3 separate regions of the Sus scrofa genome follow, and regions 2 and 3 are each linked to region 1. Evidence: chromatin contacts called from public promoter capture Hi-C data. All regions are on one chromosome and are shown on one strand. Each heading gives the region's core, a stretch centred on a gene start, on an enhancer-like site or on the middle of the called end of the contact. The rest is flanking DNA. Distances are from core to core; before and after follow the strand shown. Region 1 holds the start of SUOX (sulfite oxidase). Region 2 holds the start of CD63 (CD63 antigen). Region 3 holds the start of SARNP (SAP domain-containing ribonucleoprotein).

Region 1 (3,618 bases), core at 480-2,979:
GAGATTTAAAAGATTAATTATATAAAGTATGTGTGTGGCTTTATGTAAGGTGACATTCTTAGGCAAAAGTCTCATTCCATGGCTTCAGATAGTCCATAACTGACTTCTCTGTATCTTTGGGCTGAGACTTTTTTTTTTTTTTTTTTTTGTCTTTTTGCCTTTTCTGGGGCCGCTCCCACGGCATATGGAGATTCCCAGGCTAGGGGTCTAAATCAGAGCCAATGCTGCCGGCCTACTCCAGAGCCACAGCAACGTGGGATCGACCTACACCACAGCTCATGGCAATGCTGGATCCTTAACCCACTGAGCAAGGCCAGGGATCGAACCTGAAACCTCATGGTTCCTAGTTGGATTTGTTAACCACTGCACCACTACAGGAACTCCCTAAGACTATTTTTAAGACTGCTATAGTAGGTTGGGTGTCAGATCTCTGATGATTTAATTATACACAGTTCATTTGGGGATCTTTCTTTTTCCAGAAACTTTAACGCCAAAATCACCTTTGCATTGTCAATTCCTCTTTCGGTTTATCTCTTAGCGCTCCTCCCACAGCTCCTTCATTCCTAGTGAAAGCTCTTAGGAGAGCAGAAAGGGAGGGGAACTGATTTTCCAAAATTAAAGATGAAGACCTTCACTTAAGGCTGTAGCTCAACCTTCTAGTCTCCAGAGGGCAGTGTGGATACGTTTGCCCCAGGTTCACTGCTAGCCAATGACAAGATTTCACTTCGGGGCCAAATGATAAAAGGGTAATAGCAAACAATGTTCTATTATGCCCTTTACTCTGAGATTATGAGCACTTACAATGTTCCCCTATTTTGGGGTGTTAAAATGTCATTTCTCTTATTAAGTAACGATTTTTAAAAAATTGACCACTAAGCAAAAAGAAAAAAAAAAAGGTGGCTATTCAGTGTTGGTTCTATAATCTGGGGAGAAATTAAACTAGTCTGAAGAATCTCTTTGAATTGTTATGTAGACCCCATTTCTGCTCTCGTTCCTGGATATAAGAGAATTGAGCACTTGCTCTTGTTTCCTCTAAAATACAAACAGGGCAGGAGTTCCCGTCGTGGCTCAGCGGGAACGTATCCTTGAGGGGGCAGGTTCAATCCCTGGCCTCGGCAGTGGGTTAAGGAGTCTACTTGCGGTGAGCTGTGGTGTAGGCCAGCGGCTACAGCTCCGATTCCACCACTAGCCTGGGAACCTCCATAGGCCGCGGATGAGGCCCTAGAAAGACAAAAGACAAAAAAAAACAAAACAAAACACAGGGCTGTTGCAGTTGCAACACAGACGTTTGTGAAAAACAAGATAAGAGGCGGAGCTCACCCCCCCCCCGCCCCCGGGAGAAAGCCGTCTGAATCCCGAGGCCTCTAGTGAAAGCACTTGTGTCTCAGATAGCTGGGAGGGGAGCACTTGTGTCTCAGATAGCTGGGAGGGGTAGGGACATCCCTCAGCCCAACCTCTGGGCGTCCTCATCACTTTGCACTGCCCCGAATTCCGGACGTCCTTCTCCGGCGGGGTAAAAGCAAAAACTTACCGTTCTAGTTCCGAGCCCAGGTGGCATCCCCGCCTGCCTCGGCCTCCAGGAGGCGGGGCACAGCAGCAGGGAGGCGGTCTATGGCCCGCCAATGACTTGGGGACGAGCAGAGGGGCGAGAGTGGTCCTTTACTCTAGCCCAACGTCACGGCGCAAGCCCCGCCCCCTCGCCGACTGCGGCTGGGCGCTGAGCGGGTGAAAGAACCACGGTGCGGACGGCGAACCCGGTAAGGAACCTGGGGCCGGGAGGAGGCAGGACTAGTAACCGGGAGGAGGCAGGACTAGTAACCTGGGCAGGGGCGGCGCGGGGTCGGGGGTGGTGTTGGTCCTCAGGGGTGCTCCGAATCCCAAGGACAACAAAACTGCTAGTCCCCGCCTCCACTACCGCTAGCCGAGTGTTCCTGGGGCCGCGGGGTGTTGCTACTAGACACTCCTGGGCCAGCTGTTGGGCGACATGGAACCGGGTGCTTGTGTCTTGGTGCTGAACACATCCATATTCTACCAAATTTTTCCTCTGGGGAGTGACTGGCGACTACCCGCACAAGGCGGTGCCATCTGTTTAGCGGCAGACTGCCTCTCCCAAACCTGGGATACTGGGCTGACCGAGTCTGCCTGCAAGTCAGTCCTACCTATGCAGCTCCAGTCTGCTTTTAGTAGGCTGCTGGGATTGAGGAAAGGTGGCAGGGAGAGTGAGGGTTCTAAGGCCCAGGAGTAAAATGCAGACTCCACTCCTATTTCTAGCTTCCTCCTAGTGTCTCTGCCAGCACCCCTCTTTAGCATCTCGTCAGCAATTCTGCCTCTTCTCACCCCTCCCCGCTTTGGCCCTCCTGGGGTCAGTGATCTGCTCAGTGCTTTAAGGAAGAAACTGCGCAAGCCAGCGCAGAAAAATTACCTTCTTCCGTCTCTAGCCCGTCCCCTGACACCCTGGACATTAACTCCTCGATCTGCTGAGCTCACTGGAATGGCCAGGCCAGGTAGGGGTGGGAACCCCCGGTTGGGGCCCAGTTCCCAGCCAGGTTCAATTTTTATTTATTTTTTTAGGGTGGGTGGAGGGAGAGGAGGGAAAGGCCTTCAATGACAGTGTTATTACTTGTTGGCTCATCACAGCAGTTCTGCTAGGTAGGTCTCATTTGACAGATGAGGACACAAGTTCAGAGAGGCTTGGTATCTTGCCCAGGAACAGGGCTGGTCAATGGCAGGGCTAGTTTCACAAACACAAAGCGTTGACTCCAAAATCCAAGCTCCTCACCCCATCAGGCTGCCACTATCTTTTTCACCTTTTTGTGTCTAAGTCAGTATACCCCTCAGTTGTCCTCTGCTGAATTTAGAAATAATGAACAGGCAAACTGAGCCTCTGCCTTTTAGACCTTTGGCCCCCATTGTTCTCTGTAGTGGACAAAGTAGAGAGTGGAGGGCGGGAGATAGGTAATTCTAGGAGACCCCCTCCCACCCCCTTATTCCTTTCCATCCTGTCAGCATAGTCTGTCTCCAGAGTTCTCCAGGTTTTCTATAAGGACCCATTTGGACCCTCACTCCCATTCTTTGGCCTCAATACCACAGAAAAAAGTTTCCCCATTTGTCCAGAGAGCTCCTGGCTGATTTCTGTCCTCCCACCCATTCCCACAAGCTGCCCTAATCTCATCACCTCCCAGGACTCCCTGTCTTTATCCTGGAATCTTCCTCCTATCCCAGGTGTGCTACAATGCTGCTGCTGCGCAAAGTTGTGCTTCCAGGAATCCAGCAGGCCTGCAGGTAGGCCTTCCAGTTTCTGGCTCATATCTTCTACCCACTGTACTTTTATGACTCTTATCTGCCAGATAAGATCATTGAGATAGTGACCTGGGAGGAAAGGGAAAGCCACATCCCACATGTCCCACCCATCCCTGAGAAACTAAGTCCTAACCAAAGGAACCAATGGCTAACCTGGGAGAGGTTCACCCCGGGCCTTCTCTGGCCCTTTTTTTTTTTTTTTTTTTTTTTTTTTTTTTTTTTTGTCTTTTTGCTATTTCTTGGGCCGCTCCTGCGGCATACGGAGGTTCCCAGGCTAGGGGTCGAATTGGAGCTGCAGCCACCAGCCTACACCAGAGC
Region 2 (3,618 bases), core at 823-3,322, 220 kb before region 1:
GTGGGGGAGAAGGGTGAGCCATCCTTGCCAGGGAGGGCTGGGAAACTGTTCAAGGCTCTCAGAGAAGGCAGTCAGAAGGAACCACACCTTCCACAACCCGCTCCTCACCAAGGCAAAAAGAGAAGTTCCCAGAAAGCCTTGACCCCAGGGCACAAATTCCCAACAAAGAGAAGTGCTTCCTGTGAGCCTCTTCCTATGGGCCTCCAGGGCTCCCAGAACTGCCCTCTCACTGTCCTCCAGTGCCCACCACATCCTCACCAGCTGTGACTAGGGTTCCTGGGGCCCACTAGGGTTCCTCAGGACTCGGGTTCCTCAGGCCCACTAGGCCAGGGAGGAGAAGGGAGGAGGAAGCGGGGTAAGGGTGACCTGCCCCTCCCTGGACAAACAATCCTCTCTCAAGCCGGGGGCCCAGGGCAGGAGCCATCTAGGTGGACAGAGCCCTCTCCAACCCCCAAGCAGGAAGGAGGGGGTATGAGGGAATGGAGAGGAAGGGGGGGTGGAGGGTGCGGAGGGGCACCCCGTGGTGATAGCATCAAGCCGTTGGCGGGTTGCCCCACTGCCCCATATCACAAGAGGTTGGGTCACCAGACAGGAAAGGCAAGGAGGGATTACGGGGAGGGTGCTAGGCACCCAGGCCGGCCATTCTCGATCCCAAACAGTCTCAAAGATCCCTGCTTTGAGCTGGAGGAGGCGATGGCCGCGCTGCCCTCGGCCGTTAGCCGGGAGTTCCTTCCACATCTGCTCTCCAGCTGCCTTCCTTCTTGACCCCTCAGCCGTCAGCACTCCCGAGCCAGTTCTCCCCGCACCCTGCCAGCGCGCCCCCATCGTCCCCGCTCCCCACTCACGCAAAAGGCCAGCAGAAGAACGTAGAGCAAGAACTTGACACATCTCATTCCTCCTTCCACCGCCATGGCTGCCTGGCCTGGGGCACAGGGGAGGGCAGGGGGATTAGAACCGGTCGAAGGGGTATCCGGGCTTCGGAGCGCCCTGCCGGCCCTCGAGACCTCCCCTGCGCGGCCCCCATTCCCGGCCCCTCCCACCCGGAAACCCGCGGTCAGATCCACGTCTCCCAGCCCCCTCTTCTCCCTGCAGGAGAGGGGTGGGGGCGCCCGTCGCCCAGCCCGGACCCCGCCCCGCCGCGTCCCTGGCCCCGGACTGATCCAAGGGCGCCCGCTGGGGCCAGGGCTGGACGCCCACCCTGGGCCCGCCAGCCCCCAGGTGTTAAACACCCCCTCCCCACCCAACCAGCCCCCCAAAATTGTCCTCAGCTCTAGCCCGATCCCCAGGCCACTTTCCCCTGGGCTCTGACCACCGCCAAAAATAAGTGCGTCCCGCGCTCCGCATCCCACCCCTCCCGGGCCTCCGGAACTTTCCAAAGTTGCAAAGTTGCGAGGGCCTCGGGAGCAGCGGGGGAGCGAAGCCGATCTTCAGAGGCCCGGAGCGAGGCCCTGAGCGGGGAGCGGCTGGCGATTCCCCCCAACACCCCGACGCCAGAGCCGGAGCGGGCTCCGCGGCCTCACCTGGGCTCCCCGAGGCTGTGCGCTGCACTCCCGCCGCGGCTCAGGGGCTCTCTAGCTGCGCCCCCCGGCTCCGGCCCCGCCCGGCGCGCGGCCCCGCCCCGGCTCCATCCGCAGCCCCCTCCCCCGCCGAGTAGCCGCCAGCCTCCCTCATGTGACGCGAGAACAGCTGCGGCCTGAGTCACCCGGCCTGCAGGAGGAAGGCCGAGACCCCGGCCGGGTCAAGGCCACGTGGCCCCTGCCTGGAAGACGGCGCCCACCCCCCGCAAAGGGAGGGCACCAAGGGCAAGACCCCGGGGTGCCTGGGTTCTCCTGGCTTCCCCAGCCCCGTGCCAACTCGGGGTAGGAGAGGGGGACCAGGCGCCGCCTGCTTTTCTTTGGCTCAGGCAAACGGGGGAGACGTGTGAGAGCTAAAGGAGGGATGAGCGGCCCAGAGGAACCCTCTGTGCACCCAGCCCGGGCGGCGGAGCTGAGGCGAGGGGACAAGATGGTCTTCAAGAGGCCTCCTCATCCTCCACCCAGAGCCCACTCCCTTCCTCTCGCTCCAACTCTGTTCCAGCCCCTCACCCCTTCCCCGAGTCAGTAGAGGGCGCTGTTGGGTCCCTGGGATAGGGTGGGTCGCGAATAAACACTTTTAGAAAGTCCCTGGCTTCACATCCTGGGGGTCCCCCACCATTCTAGAAGGGGTGTTCCTTCTCTCCGCTCCCATTGTTAGTCCATTCTCCATTTTGTAGGATTCCGGAGGAGTGAGCGGAGAAATAGAGGAAGCCTTTCCCAGGACATCCCACCCCGTCAGTCATGATGCGTCATGAATGAGGTCCCTCCCTCCACTCCCGGATCAGCCTGTTACCCGGGAGGCGTGCCGAGGACACTTAGGCGAGCACAGCACGTATTCCCTGCATTTTCCTCGCCCGTCCTGGACAGCCCAGGGGCAAAGCCTGGAGAGGACTGGAAGGTGAGGGGGGGGTGGGCTCCAGAAGAAACTGTGTGAACGGGGCAAGGACGGAACCAGCCACCACACCGCTGCCCGCCCAGCCTGAACCCACCCCTTGCGTTTTTCTGGTCCTGCCTGAAGAACCATTTCCTGAGCTGTGGTGTGTGTACACAAAGAAGGAAGGAAACTTTAAGAGCAAAAGGAAGGCGCACTGGGCTGGGCTGGGCTGAGAACCAGTTTCCAGGATCACTATCTTCAAGCGAAACACACCAAGCCCCTTCTGGACATTGCTCCCCAGTTATCACCTGCAGGCAGGCTGGGGAGGAGGAGCCAAGACTCCGAAGAAAGGAGTATTCCTCTGTTTCTGCCAGGCATGTGCTGGGCACAGGGCCAGCGAGGTGAGGAAGTTGATGGCCCTGTCCTCTGCCAGCAGGCAGAACCAAGCCCACACTGTGAATAGACGCAGAAACCCCTGGTGGCAGCTGGACTAGCTCAGAGGGAGGGGCAGGAGGTGCCGATGCCCCAGAGGGAAAAAGAAAAAGATTTCACAGAGGTGGGTGGTGCTCTCCCAGGGGAGCTTGGCGAATAAAAGGGCAAGCATCAGTTCCAGTGCCAAGGAAAGGGCCAGGTGTAAAAGAGGAGTCGTTTTGTTTATTTATTTATTTATTTTTAATTTTTGTCTTTTCAGGCATACGGAAGGTCCCAGGCTAGGGGTTGAGTCAGAGACAACCACAGCAACGCCAGATCCGAGCGGTGTCTGCAACCTACACCACAGCTCACGGCAAGGCCAGATCCTTCACCCACTGAGCCGAGCGAGGACTGGGATTGAACCGCATCCTCATAACTAGTTGGGTTCATTACTGCTGGACCACAATGGGAACTTCCAAAAAAGGAGTAGTTTTAAAAGTCCATGGCAGGGAGTTCCCACTGTGGCTCAGTGGGTTAACAAACCCAACTAGTAACCATGAGAATGTGGGTTTGATCCCTGGCATTGCTCGGTGGGTTAAGGAGCCGGCGTGGCCTTGAGTTGTGCGAATGTAGCCCTAAAAAGCAAAAACACAAACTCTTTTTTAATTTAAAAATAAAGTCCATGGCAGATTGGGATTGGCCAGCTGCCTCACAGGGCTGGGGAAGGATGTGGTGACAGATGGACGGGAGGGAAGCTGG
Region 3 (3,618 bases), core at 624-3,123, 130 kb before region 1:
TTAGGAGACCACTGATACAATCTGCACATTTCAGTACTAAGTTAACTAACTCCAAGATGACACAAAAGCTCACTAGTACAGCTTAGAATCCAAGAGTAAGAAATCTATCAACTTTCACAGGAAGACAAACTGGTGTCAACTAATCAGTGACTAAAAGGACCTCTCTCCACCCTTACTTTCCTTACACTTTAAAAACAAAACAAAACAAAACTCATCAAGCTTTAAAGAATCGGTTTTCAGCTTGGGCTAAATCAGCCTGGTTTGCCAAAGGTTCCCCAGGATGTGACCAAAATATGTGATGGGGAAACTACTTGTGAAGCACAAATGGACAACTAATCAAGATATTCTCTATTAATTCACCTTAAAAGAAACTACTCTTTTCTTCCAGGAAAATAATAATCTAAATACGAAAAAGCTATCAAGATTCCCAAGACCCAACTTAAAACGGCTTCTGTGATTGAGTGTCACCCAGTGGTGACACCAAGAGATGCAGGGTCCACCTGCGATATGAATTGGGACAGAGGTAACCCTAGCCTTGGAAATATTTTCCCAAAATATTACAGCTCTGAGTAAGCCATCTTCCAGGTGGGATGTGGGGGTGGGAGGGAGGCTGGCAGACGGAGAACTGAGAGAACTCAAAACTTGTCAATCTGGAGTATCTGCCTTCACTACCTCTTTAGGTCTCCTAAAGTCCAGGGCTCTAAGGGGTTGGCCTATCTTCGGAGGCCTCTCCTCAGGTTTCAAAGTTCGCCCGGGGGCGTCCGACCACCTAAAACAAGGGGGTGGAAGCATTTTCTGGGTCAAGTTTGAGACCTAGCTAGAAACAGACCAAGTGCCATCATCTGCTACCGGGAATCTAAGCTTTGGACAACAGAAAAGCGCCAACCCAGGGAAGAAAAAGGGGTCTAGAGCCCGGCTCGGGGCCAAGAGGGGACCACTGACGTAATCCCGTCTGAAGAGAAACAAGAGAAGAGGTTGAAGGCACTTACACGACCCGGTGGGAGAAGTGTCGGACGACACAACGCTGGAGGAGGGAGCTGAAGTAACAAGTAAAGATACAGGAAAATCGTGAGGTGAAATGGGAAATCAGGGAAGGCGTAGTGGGAAAGGAGGAAGGCACAAAAGAACTACGGAGGGAGCCAGGAAAAGAAGTGAAAGAGCCTGAAAGGAGAATATTCAGGAAAAGGCGCAAGCCAGCCGGCAGAATTCGGCCTCCGGAAAAGTCCGACCCGGCCCTTCCCCCTTCCCGGTACCTTCAGCTTATGGAGCTCCACCGTCTCGGTCGCCATCTTGTTACCCCTCCACTCCGCCAGGCCCCCACCCGCTGCCTCCGCCTCCGGGCGCTCCCGCCTCGGCGCCGACAGCCAAGGCCAACCAATCGCTGTGGCTCTTACTCCCGCCTCCTACCATCAATTCTTCCCATTAGTCAAGAGCTGGCGTCGCCCTCACCCCTCCAAGCGGCTTTCTCCACCTCTCTCAAAAGGCGGAACGGGGAGTAGGGCGGGTTCGGCACTTTACGAAAGACGGAAATGGCGATCAATTGTGAGTCCGTATGGCAGACCGGCAGCCAATGGGTGGTAGCGGCGCTGACTCTGCTCCACCAATAGGGAGAGCGCAGATGGCCGGGGCGGCTGCTTCCTGGAGACCGCAGGTGTAGGAGGAAGAAGCAGAGCGCCCCGAGCCGGACGGGCTTCTGAATCTGGCAGGTAAGGGTTCTGAGAAATTAGAAATGGGTCCTAAGGAAAAATGGTGGGAGGCGGAGGAAGAAGGAGGCCGGGGGTGGGGGGTGAGGGGTGGGTGGCGGCGGCGAACTACAGACCGAGAGTGGAGTGCTGAAGACTACGCTGAGAGCCGAAGAAGAAAGCTGGGAGGAGCAAGGGGCGGGTTCAATACCAGAGTTTAGGGAATTATAGGTAGAGGGCGGAGAGAGCTGCTTGCTAACCAGGCGTCATCAACTTTACGGCTAGCACGATTTTAAAGGGCCAAGTTCAGACCATCAGGGCTCCCCCTGGAGTTGGGACCATCTCTCGAAACACTCAGCTCAGGTCTCTTCCAAATTCAGCGCCAAAGCCCTGGGCACATTCTTGCAGCACCCCACACTTGAAAGAAGGAATTGGGATGCCGCCTGCTTACATGCCAAAGACATGAGTGACAGGACGGGGCGAGCCCCAGAGGAAAAGATAGAGATTAGATTAGAAAAAGTAGCTTTACCCTCCCATCCCTCCTTAATGGTGGTTCCTTGGTTGTTTTCCATGATACTCTTTTACAATTTTGGGTGTACTGTAATGTCTTCATTGTTCCTTATTAACTTCTTAAGGAAAGTAATACCCGTCCCCAAGCCTGGGCTTACTCCAAGTTACATTTAAAGGGCTCAGAAGAAAGTTTACCATACTATGTCTCCAAGATGTAAAAAGGACTCTTCTTGCCTTGTAAATTTTTCCTCCCGAGTCTTCAGTTTTTCTTTGTGCATGATGGGGAAGTCCTTTCATCCCCAGTACAATCCAGGGGATTTTGGCTCTTTAGGAGACAACTTGGAGGAACAGACGCAGAGGGGTTGAGAGGAGATTAAGTTGGACTCCTACCTGATCCCCCACTGTGGTAGGATGAATGTGGGGGTGGCACACAGCGAAGTAAACCCCAACACTCGAGTGATGAATAGTCGGGGCATCTGGCTGGCCTACATCATCTTGGTAGGACTGCTGCATGTGGTTCTACTCAGCATCCCCTTCTTCAGCATTCCTGTTGTCTGGACCCTGACCAACGTCATCCATAATTTGGTAAGCACTAAACCATGCCCTTTTACCCACTCTACGCCTTTCCCACTCAAAAACAAAATCACCAGTTATTTGGGATTTCTGTCTTCCTTTGGGGAACTTAGCATACATACTTCTTGGGCTGAAGACTACTTTCTGCCCTCCTCACACTTACCCCTTCCTCCTACCAGGCTATGTATGTTTTCCTACATACGGTGAAAGGGACACCCTTTGAGACTCCCGACCAAGGAAAGGCTCGGCTACTTACACACTGGGAACAGATGGACTACGGGCTCCAATTTACCTCTTCCCGCAAATTCCTCAGCATCTCTCCTATTGTACTGTGAGTCCAGGGGGAGATATGGGAGATGGTTTAAGAGCCTGGTACAAAGGCCCACAGGGAAGCTTTAAAAAAAGCAGACTACACGGAGTTCCTGTCGTGGCATGGTGGAAACGAATCCGACTAGGAACCATGAGGTTGCAGGTTCGATCCCTGACTTTGCTCAGTGGGTCAAGGATCCGGCATTGCCGTGAGCTGTGGTGTAGGTCACAGATGCAGTTCGGATCCCATGTTGCTGTGGCTCTGGCGTAGGCCAGTGGCTACAGCTCCAATTAGACACCTAGCCTGGGAACCTCCATATGCCTCGGGTGCGACCCTAGAAAAGACAAAAAGACAAAAAAAAAAAAAAAAAAAAAAACAACCTAATTTATAAAAGTTGCTGATTATCTCCCCGATCCCAAAGTAAATATTGTTATAGCTGGAAAATTTTCAGATATCCTAGGACTATGTGCAGTAAAATTGATCATTTAAAATAAAGTGGCTGGAAAGGCCTGAATATGGATAGGGAAGGCCAACTTCACTTAA

Evidence for each region. Promoter capture Hi-C pulls out the DNA fragments that hold promoters and counts their contacts.
Region 2: a promoter capture Hi-C map of liver shows a contact between it and region 1, with 5 times the contacts expected there. The contact joins the promoter of CD63 here to the promoter of SUOX in region 1. A contact is called at or near these places in 3 of 5 promoter capture datasets (fetal liver and liver), 1 of 47 Hi-C or Micro-C datasets (embryonic fibroblasts) and 2 of 2 datasets of contacts at active chromatin or transcription factors (alveolar macrophages and skeletal muscle).
Region 3: a promoter capture Hi-C map of fetal skeletal muscle shows a contact between it and region 1, with 2.3 times the contacts expected there. The contact joins the promoter of SARNP here to the promoter of SUOX in region 1. A contact is called at or near these places in 1 of 5 promoter capture datasets (fetal skeletal muscle) and 1 of 2 datasets of contacts at active chromatin or transcription factors (alveolar macrophages).

What each region holds. Positions count from the first base shown.
Region 1 is chr5:21,393,570-21,397,187 of Sscrofa11.1, forward strand. It overlaps SUOX (sulfite oxidase), which reads left to right and starts at 1,730. Exons shown (of 4, transcript NM_001244498.1): 1 at 1,730-1,757; 2 at 3,223-3,282. The coding sequence starts at 3,233. LOC110260685 (a long non-coding RNA gene) reads right to left here and starts at 1,609. Exons shown (of 2, transcript XR_002343979.1): 1 at 1,532-1,609.
Region 2 is chr5:21,174,153-21,177,770 of Sscrofa11.1, forward strand. It overlaps CD63 (CD63 antigen), which reads right to left and starts at 2,073. Exons shown (of 8, transcript XM_005663878.2): 1 at 1,521-2,073; 2 at 846-922. The coding sequence starts at 911. It overlaps LOC106510300 (basic proline-rich protein-like), which reads left to right and starts at 910. Exons shown (of 2, transcript XM_013997622.1): 1 at 910-1,218; 2 at 1,287-1,697. The coding sequence starts at 910. The coding sequence ends at 1,697. LOC102162669 (a long non-coding RNA gene) reads left to right here and starts at 1,741. Exons shown (of 2, transcript XR_303407.3): 1 at 1,741-1,859; 2 at 2,252-3,087.
Region 3 is chr5:21,260,564-21,264,181 of Sscrofa11.1, forward strand. SARNP (SAP domain-containing ribonucleoprotein) reads right to left here and starts at 1,874. Exons shown (of 11, transcript XM_003126256.4): 1 at 1,254-1,874. The coding sequence starts at 1,289. ORMDL2 (ORM1-like protein 2) reads left to right here and starts at 1,571. Exons shown (of 4, transcript XM_003126257.5): 1 at 1,571-1,706; 2 at 2,524-2,777; 3 at 2,945-3,096. The coding sequence starts at 2,604. LOC106510299 (a long non-coding RNA gene) reads right to left here and starts at 1,247. Exons shown (of 3, transcript XR_001308700.2): 1 at 673-1,247.